2 separate regions of the Mus musculus genome follow, and region 2 is linked to region 1. A link is a contact called in public ChIA-PET data. All regions are on one chromosome and are shown on one strand. The core of a region is the stretch at or near the end of the contact, and the rest is flanking DNA. Distances in the headings are between cores, read along the strand shown. Region 1 overlaps Usp12 (ubiquitin specific peptidase 12). Region 2 overlaps Lnx2 (ligand of numb-protein X 2).

Evidence for each region. ChIA-PET counts read pairs in DNA pulled down with a chosen protein or histone mark.
Region 2: an RNA polymerase II ChIA-PET map of memory CD8 T cells shows a contact between it and region 1, with 6 read pairs. The contact joins two enhancer-like sites. A contact is called at or near these places in 5 of 484 Hi-C or Micro-C datasets (CD4 T cells, CD8 T cells and regulatory T cells), 3 of 115 datasets of contacts at active chromatin or transcription factors (embryonic stem cells, memory CD8 T cells and regulatory T cells) and 2 of 9 other capture datasets (adipose tissue and liver).

The regions. Positions count from the first base shown.
Region 1 is chr5:146,770,952-146,773,651 of GRCm38.p6, reverse strand. The region is part of intron 1 of Usp12 (ubiquitin specific peptidase 12); the gene reads left to right. Among named protein-coding and RNA genes, the nearest start is that of Usp12, 23 kb to the left of the region's middle. Within about 2 kb of position 1,416, at least 72 of the 459 cell types and tissues checked have an H3K27ac peak or open chromatin away from gene starts, as enhancers often do. A contact at or near this core is called in CD8 T cells, adipose tissue and memory CD8 T cells, where this site is marked.
Region 2 is chr5:147,061,991-147,064,690 of GRCm38.p6, reverse strand. All of the region lies in intron 1 of Lnx2 (ligand of numb-protein X 2), which reads left to right. Among named protein-coding and RNA genes, the nearest start is that of Lnx2, 13 kb to the left of the region's middle. Within about 2 kb of position 1,265, at least 80 of the 459 cell types and tissues checked have an H3K27ac peak or open chromatin away from gene starts, as enhancers often do. A contact at or near this core is called in CD8 T cells, adipose tissue and memory CD8 T cells, where this site is marked.

The DNA.
Region 1 (2,700 bases), core at 167-2,666:
ACATATATGGACTGCTAGGTGTACATTAAGATCTGCAGTCATTTGGCCTTTAATTTAGTCATAGTTTAAGGTTTTCTCAGCTGACCGATGTGAGTCTCTCCCATGTCCCCTGAGCCTTTCACACCTGTGTACACTTTAAGGCAACATTCCGTCACCTGTTTGCCCCAGCAAAACACCATCCAACCGACTTCCAAAGACCCTTCAGTTTCTACTTCAATGACACCACGTAAGACTCTGGGTGGCAGTGCCGAGGGCGTGCATGCTCTACATCTGCTCCCTTCCTTGCTGGGGAGGAAACAGAGGCTACCTGGTTACTCCGGGCGATGCTGCGGTTCATGTGGGAACTAGGTCAGGAGTGCAGCTTCCACTGCCAGCCTGTCTGTGGTGTGGGCTGGATAGCAGGCATTTGTGGCGTAACCAAGTAGCTGTAGTAAGGCTCCCTAGGGAAAAACCATGGCCTCTGATGTGCGCCCCAAATATTCCAGAGTGTGGTCTACTTCTGTTCTCATAGGCTGGTCAGTCAGTGTTGGAGCATGAGTTTTTATTTTGTTTTGCTGTTGCTGCTGCCTGCCTGCCTTCCTTCCTTCTCCTCCTCCTCCTTCTCCCCTCTCCCTCCTCTTCTTCTTTTCTACACAGGGGGCCTCACTATGTCGCTATGCCTGTTCTGGAACACTCTATGTAGATCAAGTTGGCCTAGAACTCTCTGAGGACCAGGATGCCATTGAACCCATAGGCCGCAGCCTCCTGAGTTCTAGCATTAGATGTGCATGTGGCTTTTATTTCAAGAATCAAATTCAACAAGCAAGGCCAGAGGATGACAAGATACACAGATTGGGAGTTTCACTACTTCTCAGCCTTTTGGCAGACACCAAATTAGAAGTCATCTTGGGTTGGCAAGATGGCTTAGCGGTTAAGAGCACTGACTGCTCTTCCGAAGGTCCTGAGTTCAAATCCCAGCAACCACATGGTGGCTCACAACCATTCATAATGAGATCTGATGCCCTCTTCTGGTGTGTCTGAAGACAGGTACAGTGTACTTACATATAATAATATATAAATTTTTGGGCGGGAGCTAGCAGAGATCCTGAGTTCAATTCCCAGAAACCACATGGCCTGTAACCTTCTGTACAGCTACAATGTACTCATATATATAAAATAATAAATAAAATAAAATTTATTTTTAATAAAAAAGAAGTCTTCTCTGATCCCACCCCGTACTCTCTTTCTCTGGTGCTTCTTAATACAGTATAAATATGGTTTTTTTTCTTGTATCATTTGTTGATCTCAGTGGGTTTTTAGGACAGGTATGAGGGTTAAGCTTCGTTCCATACGGTGTGAGGCTGTGGTGTCTGCACTGGCCTGTACTTGAGTTCTCAGCCTGCTCTCGGGCTGAGGCGGGCTGAGGTGTTCGCACCCTCCCTGCTGCTCACACCCTCCCAGCTGGGCGCCTGCTTCCTTCCCCCCTGAAGCTTTCTTAGTCTCCCAAGGTCACGCGGGATTCCCCACCCCTCAGCCGCTTTCTCCTTCCTGGTTGGCCGATCTCTCTAATGCCTTGACCTCAGCTGACCCTGTTCAATGTTCAACCTGGCAATGAGAAGCGCTAGCTTCTAAAATAAGGTTGGAGCAGGAAACTGAGAAAGATTTATTGAACTTTCCCATTTATTTAAACAGCAAGAAAAGCAAGAAATAATAGTTTAGCATAAACTGTAGTGTGCAAACACAATGTGTACTTAAATTTCCTATATAGCAGGTCTGAATGCTGGACATTCATTTATTTCTCACATAAACATGTACATTGTTCATAATCAACTTTTCAAAGTAACATGTCCTTGTCAGTACCCCCCCCCCCCAGCCTTAGCTATGGACATTGGATGCAGGAGATTTCTAATTTCTAGCGCATTTCTACAGATACAAGGTTTATCCTACAGTAAGTTAATTCTTTTCATGAGAACAGTACAGGTTATCAGCTTGCTTCCATGCGATTTTGTATTTCTGAAACAGGGAGAAGGAAGGCTTGTTCGATGTGTTTCGTGTCTGAGAGGGAAGTTGTCAGGTGGTGTCCTTGCTTTACCAGCAGGGTTTAGCACATTACTGCTTTCTTATTATCGGAGTGATGGCCACAGTCTCTGCAGCTTCACCTTCATCCTTTGGTGATAATCTCTCTGTATAGAAAGTCCTCATCTTTCCAAAAATTTGTCCTGGACATTCAGGAGAGGTGCACCTGGCATTTGCTTGTGGCCTGCAAGGTCTTATATCTGTGTGTCTTAATTATCTGTATCTAATACAATCTAACACCATAATTCTCTGTAATAACAATATTGACCTGTGAGGCTGGTTCCTCCCTGTCTTTTGTTCTAGTCGTTGGTCTTTGGCGGACTGTTCCACATTGACTCACCTGTCCATGTTTTAGGGAGGTGAAATGGCCGCCTTACCTACTTGTAGATGGAAAGAGGGCACAGTGGCATGGGTTCTGTTCCTCAGGAAACCCATGTCTGGGCAGAGACGCACCGCTCAACCACTTAATGCTGTGGCCCAGAGCAGACTCGGGCTGCAGCTTCACAGTCCTGCTCTAGCGTGCCTGCTGTCTGTCCTTCCATAGTGGCTTCATCCTCTCATGCGATTGGTTTTTATAAAATATTTGGGGGTGAGGGTGTCCACACAGGATTTCTCTGTGCAATAGCTCTGGCTGTCCTAAAACTC
Region 2 (2,700 bases), core at 16-2,515, 290 kb before region 1:
GATGTCTCTTCATTGATGGGTGAGAACCTCACAGTCATGAAAGCCCTTCAGTTCCCAAACCAGAGGACTCTTACACACCACGCCCAACTGTCAAGTGATGTTCATAAGGCTAACTGCTTCCCTTCCAAAATGTGCCTGTGATCAAGTTCCTCAGTGTGACGTTAGCCTTCCAGACTTGACATGCTTCAGGTTGCTTTCCTGTGGTTTGAGCCGGACTAAAGCTTGTAACTGAAGGAGGCAAAACGGACTGTAAGGTAGTTCTTACCACTCCAAATGTACCATGGTGACACTAACGCAGACAGCCTTGTGGGGGCTGAGATGAAGCTCAGAAACTGTGGGTAAAGAGCAGTCTTAAGTGGAAATAAATTTCATAGTTCTGCAAGTCCCGTGGTAGCTATGTAACTGATTATATTTTCCTTGCTACTGTGGTGGCATTCCACACCCAATTCTGTTATTGGATATTTACTGAGTATGTAGTATGTTCCAGGCTGTGGTGAGTGTGGCAGACTGAGATCAAGGAAGCCATTTATAAAGAGAATGAACACACTGAGCCAGGAGTGGGTGGTGGCATGTGCTGCTTATTACACAGGTGAGCACACTTATGGAGCGTTAATGGCGAATTTCACCTGAAAGAAGGCGATGTGTCAGATCTCAGCCAACTATTTCTAGTGGCCAAAGTCTGTAAGTTTCCTTTTGGCTGTTTGTCCTTTTCACCAGGGAACCCTGTGAGCAGTTCTGCCCCAGAAAGTCGTCCCCGGAAGTCAGCTCAGGGCCGTGTGCATTCTACCACTGAGCCACACGTCCAGCCCCAGCCACATTCTCTTCCTTCTACACACCCTGTCCTGGAGGTATTCCCACACAGGAGAAATGATTGAAGAGCAAGCGTAGGAAGGAATGAAGAAAAGCCAGGCATCTGGGGAAGGCAATTCTAGAGGAGTTTTAGCTTTCTCGAAGATAGGCGTTTGTTTAGTTGTGTCTGTCAGCATCTCAAACTCACTTTCTGTTCTTCTCTTCTGAATTAAGAAAAACAAAACCCCACCAGTTACTAGGGGAACAAGGAAAATAACGTTGTCAGTCCTTGAATTTGCAGTTTGTTTTGAAGTTTCTCACTTCTTAAAGCTCATCTCTGTCACATCATAGAAGCTGCAATATGTAACTTAGTCTGAAAATTGATGTGCAAAACTTTTGAGCTCTGCTCTCTTTGATGATAAGGATTTAGAGTGTGATCCATGACTCATCAGCTGACGTCCTGGTGCAGTTTTAGAAACAAAGGGGGTGATAGTAGACTTCCCCAGAGGCAGAAGTAAATACAAGAGAAACAAGATGTCGCCCTACCGTGTCGATGTGGTTAGAGCCGTGCGTTGAGTGATTCTGAGAAAGGCATTAATTCCAGATGCTTCCGTGATTCTGAGTAGACCCAGGAAGAAATTTGTCTCCTGTAAAAAGATTCACATTAGCAGCAAACTGGCTGCATTTTCTCCAGTTTTAAGTATGAAGTAACTTTGCCAGTGAATGTGAGGCTTGTCTACATATTTATTTATTTAGGTTTATTTTACATATTTGGGTTTGTTTTGTGTACTCACCTTAAACCAAGCAGATGAAGCAATGATGGAGATAGCACATCATGAGGGTTCTGGGGAACTGTCTCGTTTCCTTTCTTTTTGATGTGGACACCTTCTTCACCTGCTTTGTCTTTAATTTTAACCATGTATATAAGGATCTAGTTCAGCTGGTTTATCTTCTATTACTTTCAGCGCACACTCCTTTATTCCCTGCTACAGGATATTACATGAGAAGTCGCACATAGATTCAGGCTCTTTTATATCCCAGCAGGCTTGTTTGCTGTGTGACATCTTGCATATACATCTCTATATGTGTAGATGTATATGTTTTGTATATGTAGATGTTTTATTAAAAAAGATTTATTCATTTATTTTCTGTATATGAGTACACTGCCCTGCCTTCAGACACCTCAGAAGAGGGCATCAGATCCCATTACAGAGGGTTGTGAGCCACCATGTGGTTGCTGGGAATTGAACTCAGGACCTCTGGAAGAGCAGTTAACCACTGAGCCATCTCTCCAGCCATGTGTAGATATTTTAAAACATGTTATCTTATACCTTGATTTAAATAAGCTCAACATTAGTTCTAAACTGCTTATTCAATTGAATTTTCACTTGGAAATCTCTTAATTTCCAGATTGCAACTAAATGGTATTCATTAAAACAAAACCAAACAAAACCGCATTCATCTCTTGATTACATGTAGGTGTTAACCGTGTAGAGACTGTCTTTGATGGATACAGACAGGAATGACTTTGAATTTTAGGGGATGGGGTACTGGTCCTGGAAATCCAAACCAGTGGTCTTGGGAACTCAAGGGATGCTGCCTCACAGGGGTGACATCCACAGCTCTCTCTTGGTCTTCTGAGGCAAAGTCTTCCTATATATATAGCCTATAGTGACTTGACTCAGTATAGCCCAGGCTAGCCTCACACTTAAGATCCTTCTGCCTTAGCCTCCTAGGGCTGGGATTATAGGTGCATGCCAGTGCATGGATGCTCTCTTCTGTTTAAAGGCAGTGCTGAAGCCAAGGGCGACTGTACACACCTGTAATCTCAGCACTGTGCTCTCGAGCACTCAGGAGGCTGAGGTACGAGGATCACCAAGGTCAAAGCTAAGGCCAGCCTGAACTGTGCAG